Regions from separate parts of the Capsicum annuum genome. Here region 1 is linked to region 2. The links are chromatin contacts, called in public Hi-C maps. All regions are on one chromosome and are shown on one strand. Each heading gives the region's core, a stretch centred on a gene start, on an enhancer-like site or on the middle of the called end of the contact. The rest is flanking DNA. Distances are from core to core; before and after follow the strand shown.

The links. Hi-C and Micro-C count contacts between places; a contact is called where the count stands out from the background.
Region 1: a Hi-C map of bud shows a contact between it and region 2, with 4 times the contacts expected there. The contact joins the promoter of LOC107863383 here to the enhancer-like site in region 2. A contact is called at or near these places in 3 of 5 Hi-C or Micro-C datasets (bud, leaf and placenta).

Annotation. Positions count from the first base shown.
Region 1 is chr3:186,571,476-186,579,358 of UCD10Xv1.1, reverse strand. LOC107863383 (protein PSK SIMULATOR 1) reads right to left here and starts at 3,053. Exons shown (of 1, transcript XM_016709277.2): 1 at 1,045-3,053. The coding sequence starts at 2,644. The coding sequence ends at 1,217.
Region 2 is chr3:186,510,638-186,517,600 of UCD10Xv1.1, reverse strand. It overlaps LOC107863382 (cleavage and polyadenylation specificity factor subunit 1), which reads right to left. Exons shown (of 26, transcript XM_016709275.2): 24 at 5,829-6,008; 25 at 3,528-3,913; 26 at 2,066-2,797. The coding sequence ends at 2,683. Among protein-coding and RNA genes, the nearest start is that of LOC107863382, 38 kb to the right of the region's middle. Within about 2 kb of position 1,895, at least 5 of the 5 cell types and tissues checked have an H3K27ac peak or open chromatin away from gene starts, as enhancers often do. A contact at or near this core is called in bud and leaf, where this site is marked.

The DNA.
Region 1 (7,883 bases), core at 1,804-4,303, 61 kb before region 2:
TGGATGTCACAATATCAAAATTCAATCCCAACTATGTGATCTTGAATATTCTGATCCACCAACTCATAAGTTGATGCATTAAAACCTAAATAAAAATATTAGGCAATTCAAGAAGTGGGGTCACCCCACAATAAACAAGGCAATGGCTTTAATAAGTTTATGATCAGTCTCCCCAGCAATGTATGCATATCACAAGTTGCTTGTTTCCATGTTTTCCAGGTAATAAATTTTCCAAGGTCCCATTTCAACTCTTTTTTGTGCATATCCATTTGGACAGAGTGAAATACAACAATGGCCTACCCCATTCACAGGATATGGCAAACTCTTGTCCCTGTTTTCGTGCATGTTCACTTTGTTGCTGCCCGTCTCATTGAACTCTATTAGAGTTATGTTACTTGGACTTTTCAAAAATCTCAACAGTTGCATGTTGGATTCTCCAAAAATAATGCAACATTGAAAATGAAGAGTCCGCACAACTTAGCATTAGAGCACTCATTACTCCCTTTGAATTTTATGCATATGCACCGGTAGTGTAAAGATTTTTTCGCCAACAGCTTGCCTAATCTAACTTGTTATAGCAGGTTGTTTATCTGATTTTTCAGATAATTAGTTTCATAAAACTAGTTCTACTTATTATGAGTAAAAAAGAATTTACATACTTGTTAGAAGTTAAACTCACTTTTTTTGGAAGGTGCGTGGGGTTAGAAGAGAATTTTATGTAATCACAGTTTGAAGCCAAAAAAAGATCAGATCCTACATGAGTATCCAAAGTAGGAATTTGTTTGTTTAATCTTCCTACTCAACATAAATGAGGGACCACTAGTCTATTACCAATCATATCAGCAACCAACTTCTTTAATTTGTAAGTATCATCTACTAGTATTCTTTAATTCTAATGTAAGTAAACAATATTTTCTCAGATTTGTAAGCTAGGACCTAATCAAACTGGATTCCATGTGTTACCACAATTATAGCATCTAAAGAATATGTTCACATGCCTGCAAAATGCAAAATTATTCATACAACATTTCTCGGATCTCGATGGGCTTGAAAATCTTGACTCAATCTTATAGTAGTCTACAACTGATATACAGATTTGGGTTAAAACAAAACATACCCCTCACAGATTTTTTAAAGGAGTTTCCATCTAACAATCCTTCAAATTATATATCTATTAATGAAATCAAAGAAAATTACTTAGAAGAAATTGGAAGGCTTAATTACTTGAACGCTTCAAATTCAAGAAGTTGTTGAAGTTGGTACACTCAAACAACGCCTTAGCATTCATTTCTCTTTCAAACCTCCAAATATAATTTAACCCCACTAACAGCTCTGTTATGGCAGCTTCAGTCTTTTCTTGATTTGCAAAATACAAAGTCTGCAGCAAGAGGACATTAGTTTTTGGAATTAAATTTTGTTGTTCAAAGCTCCTTTCACTTTGCCATTTGATCATATTATGTGCCAAAGGTGACAACCATCCTAATATCTTCTGCAGGGCATCTTTCCATTCACTAGCAAGAACTGGATCACTAGCCGAAAATCCAACGCCTTTTAGTCTTGATCTTAGCGATGATCGTATACTATTTGGCAACATGGAGTATAAATCATCTCTAGCATCAACACCAACTAGTTGTGGTGATCGTATCATTTTTTCCATAACAATGATCAAATTAGCATAATGTAGAGCAAGTGCAGCCGCACCCAAAGTACTCGAAGGTGGTTTAAGTACCTTAGTATTAGACTCGAAAAAATCATGATCTGAAACATTCTTGTCATGAAGTATTGGTGGATTCACCAATGGCCCAGACACGAAATTGCACGTGTTATGGTTTTCTGAAGGATAAACAGTTGCTGAAGCAGAGAGACTACGTGGGAGAGAATTTGGATATCCATTGCTCATACCAAAAACAAATTTGATCCTTGCTTGAGAAGTGAAAATGGATCGAGCAAGCAGAGACGTTACTGTATCGAAACTACGACACCATAAAGATCTTTCTTTCAGGTACTTAACTTCTTGTTTCTGCCACAGAAACTTCTGTCGCAGTTCAAGAATCTTCTGTTCTTTAACTGAAATATCAGAATCTTTGAACTGGGAATTCGAAGCTTTCCTTAAACTATTCTCAAGAACTGAAATCTCATCCATTTGTCGATGTAGCAAGGCGGTAGTAGTAACATACTGATCCATTCTCTTGATTTTTGACTCCATGTCCTTCAAGCTAAGAACCCAGTTGTAAGGATCACGGCCCGTGTTTGAGAATTCATTGAAGTAACGATCAAAGTTCCTGAGATGTGAATCTTGACATCTTTTACTGATTCTTGAAACAGACTTGGCAACCAGCCTTAAATTCTCGACAATTTCTGCACAGACAAGGCCAATAAGGAAGGCGTCATCGTTTGATACAATCTTGCGTACGCCTTCCAGGGAGATTGACTCATTGCGGATACGGATCATGTTCTTGTCTGACAGAAATTGCCATAAATGTAGAAGCTTTGACATAAGACCAGAGATCTCAAATGCTAAAACTCCAACACTGGATTTCTTGATCGCCGCGAGCTTTGGGCGCGGCGCACTGGTTGATCGCACTGTATCCAAACTGTGTGCTATAGTTTTTTTCACCTTAATTAACCATGTTTCAAGTGCCATGACTAATATTTAGAATAATGTAAATTGGGTTTTTGAGTAAGGAGTACTAAGAAGGAGAAATGGAATGGGTTAAATGAGAGAGAGTCGAGAGGAAAACAAAGAGAAAGGGACGACTAGAAGGGGAAATAATTGGAGAATGGAGGGTGTGGAGAAGAAGATGATAAATGCAAAGTGCTTTGAAGGCTCGTGGGATGTTGAGAGCATTAGAGATACGTCTATTAAGAAAAAATCAGAGACATTACTGTGAATATAGAGATTTGTATTTGTGGGAGGGGCGGGATATAGGATATCATGTTGATGGAATAAAAATATTAGTGGGAAAGTCCCAGATTCAATGACAGAGCGTGGTTTAAATTACTAAGCAAAAGGGTAATTTGTCTCTTTCAACTTGATGTCCACTTGCTATCAAATGGAAGTGGTATTCATTACTCTTTTGTTTTCCAACTATAAACCATATATTAATCTACTTTCGTCTTTCGGTATAAATTCAGAGTCTCGGTGTAAATGCTCTATCGCTCACTTTCACCTATCATATTTCACCTTAGGAAAATCAATTCGATCATTTTCAAAAACTAAATTGAATTAAACTAATTTAATACTTTAGAGTGAAAAATTTGGGAGATAAAACTCAAGAAATAGTCTACTTCAAAATTGTAAGAAAACTACACTTTGCAGGCGGGCCTCACTATTTATCATATCAAGATAAAATTCTGGTTATTTTTTAAGATGATCAAAGAGATTTGACGAAAATCAAGCATACATTCAAAAATACTATAGTTGCATTTGGTTCATATTAACCTGATGAAATAATACATTGTACAATACTGTTCAAAATTCACATAATTTAACTCTAAAGGAAAAAAATAAACGTGACAAGTAAAAAGAAATATGAGGGAATATGTTGTAATGGTGCGGGATAGCCATTTTTCCGTCTTGTAATTGTTAAATTGCTTTTAAAACTTCATGACAATATATTGAAAAACTTGTAGAATTTCAAACTCCATCACATTGTCTATTTTTCAATTAGGTGGGCTAAGACCTCATTTGTTTGCACTTAATGGAGGTCTAAATCTGAATGGTTCAGACTTCAGACCATAAAATATATTTGTTTTTTATTAAGGTTTTAACTCTTAAGAGGTCTGAATAGGTCTTAATCATTCAGATCTACATCCAAGTCTTAATAGGTCTGAAGGGATATTCTGGTGTTGGATAATATTCACCACTCTATTCATAATCAGCAGTCACCATCACTAACCACCTCTGCCACCGTTACCATTGTCAACCACCACCACCATCTACCACCACCAACCACCTCCACCATCACAACCACCATCGATAAAAAATACTGTTATCATACCTACTACTTCTTTTATTCTAATTATATTCACCGTCACCACTGCCGTCAACAACACCACAATCAGCAACTACTATCGGTCAATCCCTACTACCAACCAACTCATCTATTACAACTAGCACCACCACTAACTACCACTAATACATCACAACCTTTATACATTCTTTGGTCGTCACCACCATTGTCACTAGTAACGCCACCTCTACCACTACTTCAACCAGTACCATCGCTACAATTTATCTCTACTAACAATCATCTCCACCATCACAGTAAATAACATCTCTAACTAGCACCAACACATCGTCAATCATCATGCATTCATGTTTCAGCTAACACAATCAACACCTTAAACTACTAACATCAAGCAACGTCACATCACAACAACAACCACCACCATTAATCGCCACCGCCATAACAGTCATTAGAATACCAACCATCACAATTATCACCACCAACATTATTAATCACTAACATCAATCATTGTCTCCACAACTATCATTATAAGCCATCTCTACTATCACTAACAAACATAAATGTTTTTTCTCAATCAAATACTAATAATTTAGTTGTATTAAATTACATATTTTTTAATATATAATTAAATTTTTATTTGAATTGTATTTTTTATTTTAATATGTATACAAATAATTTTTTTTACACATTCAGAAGGGGAGCCTTGGAGTAACTGGTAAAGTTGTTGTCATGTGACCAGGAGGTCACGGGTTCAAGCCTTGGAAATAGCCTCTGGCAGAAATACAAGGTAAGGCTGCGTACGATACACCCTTGTGGTGGAGCCTTTTTCCGGATACCGCGCATAGCGGTAGCTTTAATGCCTTTTTCCGGATACCGCGCATAGCGGTAGCTTTAATGCATCGGGCTGCCCTTTTTGATTCAGATGTTGAAAAACAAACAGTCTTAATCATTCAGTTTTCAGATCTAGAGACAACATCTTAATCATTCGGATGTGCATTCAGATTCAGACGTCTAAATCTTAAAAAAAAAAATGGAGCCTAAATGTTCATATTTTACACTCGATGGGTTAACAAAGCCGGAGCCAGGATTTTTGTTTAAGAGTTCAAAATCTGAAGAAAAACTCATCGAAAGGGGTCAACATCTAAAATATAGAAATAAAAATCATTTTAGCCATGTGTTAATAATATAATTTTTTGTCGAAAGGAGTTCATTTGAACCCCTTTAATAGGCTAGCTCCGCCTCATAGGTATGTTTCATATGGAGGAAAATATTTATCAGAAATGTGTTTCCTAGTTTCTCGTGTTCAATAGGTTAAACATTTTTTTTTAAAAAAAGAACTTCTTTAAGAAAATAAACTTCTTTAGCTGCGTGGCTGAGTGACTTATGTTTTCTAGTTAGTTTATACAATTCATTCTCTTGCGTGCGACTAGTGTTATTCCTAGTTATTTCCTTGAGAGAACAGTGTCAGCCTGTTCTAGCTTTGTAACGTGCACTTCTGGTTGAAATAAAATCATTTATTTATCAAAAAGATATAAAAAAAAAAAAATTTAAAATAAGAAAAATGACTTTCTTAATGAAAGTAGAGACAACAAGAGTAGAGACAACAAGAGTGATGTTGTCTCCTCTCACCCTCATTACTATGCACCAGCCCACCCTTTGCTGCTGCCACCCCCACCACATGCGCCCCCTGCCCTCCTCCTTCCCATTTCCCCCTCCCTACTATAACGCTCATCACCTTATTCCAAATTTGTTAGGTTTTTGTGCTGATTTTCTTACCAAAATTAAGTTTTTACTTTTTTTTGGAACGAAAATAAAAGTAATCATAAGTACTTTTACTTTTTCTAAAGGAAAATATAATTCTTTTTCATATTTGGCTAACCTATTTCTTGAAGGAAAGGTTTTGGATATCTATAAATAGAAGACCTCCTTCTCATACCATAACACAGTAGCATTCACAATGTAGTCTTTGAAGAATCTTTGTTTAGAGGGAGATTTCTCCCAATAGGTTTTAGGTTTTTCAATTGTAGTTTTTTAATATGTAGGTCGTTTGACCAACCTTTTTCAATAATATTTTTTTCTTTGTCGTCTGAATTATCACCATGATAGGTTTGCAAACTATAAGCTTCTGCATGATGCCCTCTCGATTTCGAACCCAACACATTCATCCTCATAGTTTTTTGTTACATATGTATATCGAGTATAAGAAAATAAGTAAAAAATTACTTATTTTCCTAAAATTACTTATCGAGTATAAGAAAATAAGTAAAAAATTACTTATTTTCCTAAAATATTTGAAAAATATATTGTACAAAAAATACATTTTTTCATATCGAACATACCTATATATTTCATTTTGTATATTTGTTTGATTGGATAAGAAGTTTAAAAATGTAGAAATCAAATTGAACTTGTTTATGGATATATGTGAATGACTTGGAGTAAAAAGATCAAACCCATTGATGGCCCCCTAAACTTGGCACGAACTTTCACTTAGGCATCTTAAGTGGACATTGTTCACTTTTGGTACCTCAAGTGGCCATAAAGTGAGTCACTTTGACGCCTTTCGACATCAGCTCTGGTGCGTGGGTCACACTCACTGCCTACGTGGATTAGCGACCAATTAATTTTTGCCATCTAATTTTACATTGCCACATCATTATATATACATAAAATTAGTTTTTTTTTTTAAAAAAAAAGGTCAAAATGCATGGCAATTACATTTAATGAATTAATATGACACGTGTTTTTTTCCCAAAATAATTACAAAAAAGCCCCCCCCCCTCCGCACATTGTCTTCCACATTGTCTTCTCCACCCAACTTTCTTTTAGCTTAACCTCCATTAATGGAGATTGAACTTTTCAATAATGATAAACATACATCCTCATTATCTAACAATAATAGATCTATATTAATAGCTTCACGAATTTCAAATACATGATGAAAAATACGAAGAAGAATGAGGTTAGTGTTCAATTAGAAAATAAATTAACGAAAGAAAATATAAATACGAATGACAGTTGCTTGGAACTAGAATTTTAGATACATGGGAAGGAGAGACATGAAAATTTCAGATACAGTGAAGTTGAAGAATGATTTGAGAGACATGGGAAGGAGTGGAGCTGGAAGTGGAAGGAGCAAGAAAAAGAATATGGAACTGAAAAAAAAATGCAAGTCTTCAATTACACAATAATGAAGCAAGAAAGAGTAAAAACATGATATTGTGAGCTTGACCTCCAAGAATTAATGGAGCAAAAATTAATCGTGTTAAGAAAAAGAAAAAAATATATTGAAAAACTAATGGATGGAGATGGGGATGGAAAAAAAGAATGTGAATAACATCTTTGTTTATTTAACGGAGTGAGAAATTACTTATATTGAGCCTTGATTTATTGCTATGATGTGTAATGAATCTTGATTGTCATTGGGTTGTTGTTAGTGTGTTTATGGTGTAATGGTGGAGAATTGAGATTAGAGGGTGTGTTCCGTTGATTAATGGAAGGAGTATTATTTGGGGTTTATGGTGTGTATTAGTTAATAGAGTGAATATTTTGTTAATAGAGTGAAATTTATTTTGAGTGTTGATTTCACCCCCATTAATAGAGGTTAAGCTAAAAAATAGGTGTGGAGAAGATAATGTGGGAGAGAAGATGTAAAATTATGAAAATACCCCTAAAAAATCACGAAAATACCCCTCAAACGCGCTTAAAAGCGAGTGTAATACACTCTTTTTGCTGATTCAACAAAAGGTGCCAAAATGACACACTTTATGGCTACATGAGGTACCAAAGTGAAAGATTGTGTCAAGTTTATGGGGCTGTCGATAGGTTTGGCCGAGTAAAAAATTGTGAAAGTGACTTTTTGAATTTTCTTGTTTAATTTCAATAATTTTATGTCCAAATAGTACTCCCTTC
Region 2 (6,963 bases), core at 646-3,145:
GTTATATTCTCCCTTTAGGTACAAATAAATAAATAAAGTGAAGACAAAGGGCATGCGTAAAAGCAAAAACTACTTTTGACATAAATTGATTTTGGCGTGTGAGTCATATAGGAAGGCATAAAATTTTCCATAAGCAGCATGCATTACTATCTTTCTTCTTCAATGGAACAGTGTAATAATAACGTCTTCTTTTTATTTTCCTTGTCAAATCTCAGTGTCACGACTTTGAATCCTAATATATATAACTTCTTTGTCAATGACTGTCAATTGTATTTTTCTATGTCAAAAAAATTGATTGTACGCCTAATGCAACTTAAGAAAATTAGCTAATGAGGAAAAATAGCCCAAGACCACGTAAAGAAACCATAATGCATGTTCCACTAATCAATGTGGAACTTTCTTTATATACGATCAAGTGTTTGTATCTGCTTCAGAGTTTTCAACTAATTCGGATTCGCATTGCATAGAGCCTATTAAATAGGAAAATGCTTTCTACCAAAGAAAAATCCTCATTCTCCAGTTCAAACTCGAGGCCTCTGATTGATAATGGAGAGAGCCTCTGATTGATAATGGAGAGATCCTATTCATCCCACCACAATTGGGGTGACCTACTTGTAAAACTTAACACTCCACTTCTGTTTTAACTAGGTTTAGAAAAACACCAATTGCCCTTTCCCTATTGTAAGGACTAAGTACCCAATCATCATGACATTTCACGACATGAAAAGTTTTGATATCGTCTGCAGCAAATATGACAACGGCTGAAATTTTTCATTAAGCTTTATACTTAGGGAATTACTTGATGATATGCGTAAATATGTTTTTTTTTTTTTTAAAATAAATGTGCTAATTGCTTAAGTCGTTGAAAATAGCGTTAACAAAAGAAAAGAGGGGGGAAAAAAAGATAGACGATAACTAGTTTCATGGTATTATCCACCAAGGTACCTAATGCACTTTTTGTTAGTTCTTTATATATTTTGATGTTTTTGCTGAATTCGACTGATTTTGAAAAACACACGTACATGCTAGTAAACTATATTAAGGATTCCTAATTGCACGTACATCCTAAAACATAGAATTCTCCCTTCTCTCTATCTCAAGTACAACTGGATAATCTTGCTTCCCACACATATCCCTTTGATGGGACCAAAATTTAAGATCTTTTCAGAGTTAGAGAGTCCACTTCGTGATGGGCTATTTTGGTAGCATTTGAAAGAGATATAACAACAATATCTAGTGACTTGGGACTATATACAATAATGTAATATGAATGGGACTCCAATGTGGAAAAAGAGGAAGAAACTAATCATGGGAGAAGAGACCACGAGGCCATATGCTATCTATAAGTTCACTCATCTCCATCGCATTTTGTCTCTCTTTTTCTAGACATTTCCAAAAGCATTTGTCCCAAACTACATGAATGGATATTGACTTCTTTTTATTTCTAGTCGTTTCCTTTTCCTTTTTTTTTCTTTCATGGAAAAAGTGGTGGGGAGTCGTGGCTTTTAGCTGTATCTATTTTGGTAGCTTAATGTTGCTTTAAGGTTTGTGTAAGATTTAGGTAAAAATACCATGAATAATCAGGTATCTATTAGGTTCATAGACAATTGCATTACATCTTTTTCTGTTTTGGAAAAAAGTACTGCGTGTCCTATAAATATTCAGGCAGAACCATTTTACCTCAGTATGGTTGGAGTCAATCTAAGAAGTATTTGGTAATGCGTCTATTAAACCCCACTCCTCTTTTAAGATGTCATGGCAATAAAGACTAATGTTTTTCTTCTTTAAGACTGGCCATAGGCCAACTGTTTCCAAATGTTCACCTCCATCATCACCATCTTGAGCGCACACACGACCAACACTGTAACCCAAACTTCGAACTACTTTAACAATCATTAGTTAGGAAGGGATACAGAACAAAACAAGGGACAAGGGTTCCTTCTTGGATTCAAGCGCTTTCTCACTAATCCATCCATCACACGTCAGTTTTCTGCGGTGTAAAATCTGTATGTAGTCGTACAATTAATTACAAACACAGGATGCTTCAAGGAAAATGAGGAAAAACTGGAATAGAAAGTGATATTCTTGATGATTCAAAATATCCTACGTGTTAGAAATTATACATAGGTCCAAACTGTTAACCAGCAGAATCAACAAATTAGAATTTTCGACTGCTTACATTTCAGGTTTTGATGAGCAAAAAATCACCTCAAGTACACCACCTCGTTTCATCTAAGATCAACCTGGAACGGCTTCCTCTCTGCTCTGCATCCCCTTTGTATTACTAACCTTACACATCATAATATAATCTACAATGTTAGCAATGATGGGTTATAGAAGATCAAGCATCACCTAACATCTTAAGCAGTACATAATAAATGGTCCTCGGGTTGATACGCCTAATTAATGTACACCCATCGGTAACAACAGCGAACCAAGAATTCTGGGTAATCCCATTAAGAAGCAGCTGCTGCTCTTGACAAGAATGATGATTCCTTTAACGTTCTTCGGATTCATGATACAGGAGGAAACAGCTGTTAGGTGTTAAAGCCGCCTTAGTTCCATGAGGATGATTACTGAAGACTTTTAACTGGTCGAAGATGACTTCTAAACTGCTCCAGTTCCCCACTGCCTCAATTAGCAACATTAGTTTCTGATCTATACGTCCTCGTTAGAGCTACATTATAAGAAGCTTGTACCCAAGATCAAGTCATTAAAGTTTGACATTATTTGCATCCGTGTGGTTCCGATCTGCTGAGCTATCTCAAGCTGTTCCTCCAATGGGAGCATCTCATAGCTGCAAAATGAACAAGATATATACACTAATGATACAAATTCAGATGCTACTATAAGTCTATAGCTGACCAACGTTGTTAAAAAGATTTTGCGAGACTGCGCATATCAAAAATTTCACAAATAACAGTTCATATATATTCCACTTCATCACAACATCAAGACCACGAGTCTCGTTGGTGAGCCTTGGAGAAGGTCAGAAGAGTAGATTTAGTCATGTCCTCCATAGGCCTCCCTATGATACTATGAGAATGGAAGATGACAAGATAGACTTAAAAATCATATAGAGGAAAATTAAACTAGACAGTTAGAATCAATGCCTAGGTGTTGTTACACATTTATTTTTATTTTTTTTGAAACTGGTAATTTTAGTGTTGTTACACGATTATTAAGTCATCTATTTTCCTGAAAGTATATTAGGTCATGTATTAGCCAGACCTTTTAATCTTGTCCGAGACTTGTATGTCCGTGTAGGAACGAGTGTGAGATTTAGAGTACCCCCAATCAGTCTTCAAGGACAACTTATTGTAGGCATGGAGCTCTTCGATCTCATCCGAAGAAAAGATACTTCTCTTCACTCAACATCAAAAATAATTTCTTTTCTGAGAAGGTACCACCAAACATAATATGGTACATACTCAACTGTCTAAACAGGGAAGTGGCAACACATAAAACAACTTTTGAGTAAACTATAAAGAAGTGCTAGATAGTTCATGGTTCCAGAGACTACTTACTGGGATAGCAGCTCACAGTCAACTATGTTGTCTGGACCAGGCCGATGAGCTTTTCCATTTGAATGGAACTGGCGGAAAGATCTAGGATTTAGTCCAGCAACATGGGAAACAGCACTGACAAGCTTTTTTTGCAGGGACTGAAGCCTACGAAAAGTAAGTTCATCAAGAGGGGCTATACAGCCGAGGCTGCCATCTAGCGTGCCAAACACTGAAGCAAAGCGATTTGTTTTATCAGACCCCGGAGCAGTAGCAGTTCGCTCAGATGTAGTGGGAAGCAACTGCAAGCGTAAGAACTTTGTAATGCGAGAACCAACATGGAACTCAGCCCTGGACAGAAGTTTCTGCCCTTTCCAACTTTCTGACACCTTTGGAGCATAGTAGAATATCTACATTTAAGCAATATTAACAAATTAGAGTCAGATATCCAATGATTAAATTTGAACAACATTACAGGTCTTCAAGCCATAGCTAAAGATAATAGCAGTGGGAAGTAACAAAAGACATTAGCCCCTTGTGCTAGATACCTAATCAGAATGCTATATGCAAGATTGATGATACAGGCCAACATATATCTGAATAACTATTGCAAGTACGAACAGCTATATACTTTCCATGACTACATTGCAGTCACAAACTTCTCTATAGATCATTCTTGGAAAGTATAAATTTCTGTGACTCAAAACTGAATTTGCTAACGACATGCTCAGTGGCAAATGCTGATTTGCATCTTTTTCATGCATTAGAATAGTCATATCGTAGCAAACTCATCCACCTTTCTCCAACCCAAAGGAAAGAAAGCACCAAAAAATTTAATAATAACACCAATAAGGTGGGGGGAGCTGAATAGAGAAAACAAAATCCAAACACTCAGGTTGAAGGTATCCAATTTTGTATCAGATGGAAAAGTTATAGTGAACCTACATCAGAAAGTCTTGTGGGTTTTCAACTGATCCTAGACATTGGACGTAGAAATGCTATTAGAGTGAACTCGTCTAGCCAACTTAGGATGAGGATATTGCGGTGGATGTGTGGGCATACAAGGAGAAACAAGATTAGGACCAAAGATATTCGGGACAATTTAGGAATAATCTCTCTGGTAGACAAGATGAAGAAAGCGAGATTGAGGTGATTCGGGCATGTGAAGAGGCGATGCACGGATGCCCCAGTGCTAAGGTGTGAGAGGTTGACTACGGATGGTTCTAGGAGAGGTAGAGGTAGGTCGAAGAAGTACTGGACAGAGGTGATTAGATAGGAAATGACGCAACTTCATCTTACCAAAGACATGGTCTTAGATAGGAAGTTACAGAAGACGAGTTAGGGCAAATGGCTTGTTAGGTAGTTGAGAGTTGTCTCGCTTATTCCTTCATACTAGTAATCATAGACTCGTAGTATTACTTTGAGAGTTTCTTGTTATTCCATTTCTGTGATTATTTGATGTTTCGTGCACTTCAAGTATCATTTATTTTGTTGTAGTGATTATTTTTTAGTGTGCTTTGTCATGTCATCTTTAGCATTTTTGTCATGACTTCTTCTCTCTCAAAAACAGTCTCTCTACCTTACAAGGTAGTGGTAAGATTTGTGTACACACCATCCTTCCCAGACCCCACTTGTGGGATTACACTGGGTATGTTGCGGTGGTTGTTATTATTTTGCGAACTTAAAGTTTCCCAGACAGAAGAGCAATAGCCTTCAAAGTTTAAATGTCCCACATTGGTAGAGGAAATAAGATTGTCTCCTTATATGGTCATGGACAACCCTCACCTCGTGAGCTAGCTTTTGGGATTGAGTTAGGCCTAAGATTTTTTATTTTTTTTTGGTGGGGGGGCTGTTATCCAAAAAATTTACAACATATCCTGCATCCAGAGGTGGAGTAACAGCAAAAGAGAAAAAGGGAAAAAGAAAAGCTATCCCTAGATCCTCCTACATCTTATAAGGATCCTAGTATGTCTACAATAGCCACAGGATCATCTATACGCTCAGAACTACACCAATAGCAAAAAGTGATAATGCAGTTCATTTTAATCTTGTGTAATGGCCTAAGATTCATTTCTTATCATGGTACCAAAGCTAGGAGCATCCATATTCTGACGTCTCAATGTTGGGCCTCCATGTTATGTTGTCCACACTCTAGTTGGTAAGTCTGGCGTGTGGAGGAAATGGATTGTCATTATATGGTCTTGGACAACCTCACCTCATGAACTAGCTTTTGGGATTGAATTAGGCTCAAGGACCTTATTTTATCACAGAGTAAAATGAAAACACAACAGACAAAATAGAAATAATTATAAAGATACAAGTTACCTGAACATTCTTTTGATCATCTGAAACTACAAGACTGAGAGTGCTACCATCAATCAAAAACTCTGTTGCTAAACAATCAAGAGCACCAAAATCTTTAGCCAATAAAGTAAGTTGAGGCTCTTTCCAACTGATGAAGTATATACTCTTATGAATGTCTCCAAGAAGAATAAAGTTCTTCACCTATGACATTTACAACATTGAAGGTAAAAAGGCATGAGAAAAGTTCAGAATAAATTTTTCTGAGAAACTTAGGGAAATTAAACAAAGAACTCCGAATAGTATCACGGTTTGATATCTTTTGTCCAAGAATGAAAAGGATTGTACTATTAGATCCTTCATTTATGGAAACTGACAAGGTTCTAAACAATAAAACATAAATTATGTGCTCCTCCCAACAGTCTATTTGATTCTCCTTGTAGCTTGAGCCACCAAATATTACATGTCTAACTACAAGTAATAGATATAGGACAACCTATCTTAATAATAATCAATAGACAAAACAAACTACTGGCCGTGTTTTGCTCCTTTCACCACATTTTATTCATGTTGCTTTCTACTTTGATTAGTGTCTATGCATATACTCAGGGGTTGGGTGAAGGGGACACTATTTTAAAGCAGATTGAGATGTTGCAAAATGATTTATCACATTAAATTCTGTAACTGTTACCAACAATGCAGAAAAATAGGAACTGCACCACTTGGATTCACGAAATTATGACTACATATATGCACTTTTTACAGGATTGCGATTGGAACTCCTCAATCTAGGCACAGCCAGTCGCTTCTCGTGAATTTTCACAACCCTGGTGTGCAAAAATGGGATATTCACTAGGCATTTCTTTTATGATGGTTTTTTTATAAAAGTAACATCTTTGTATATAAAGCAAAAGCAGAATCTGGGAGTGCTGAAAAGGGTATTTCATTTATAATGTTGAATTCAGTACTCTTTAAAATTTTAATTCATGATATCCCTCATGTATTTATATGATTTAAGTCTCAGATTATATTCATAAGCTTATTTATCCTCAATGCAGATTCAAGAGAGGGTGGGCTATTGGCTACCTTTGACCAACTTTCTTAAATTTCAATAATCACAAATTAAAGGAAACCATAATTTACGTAACTCCTTAGATGA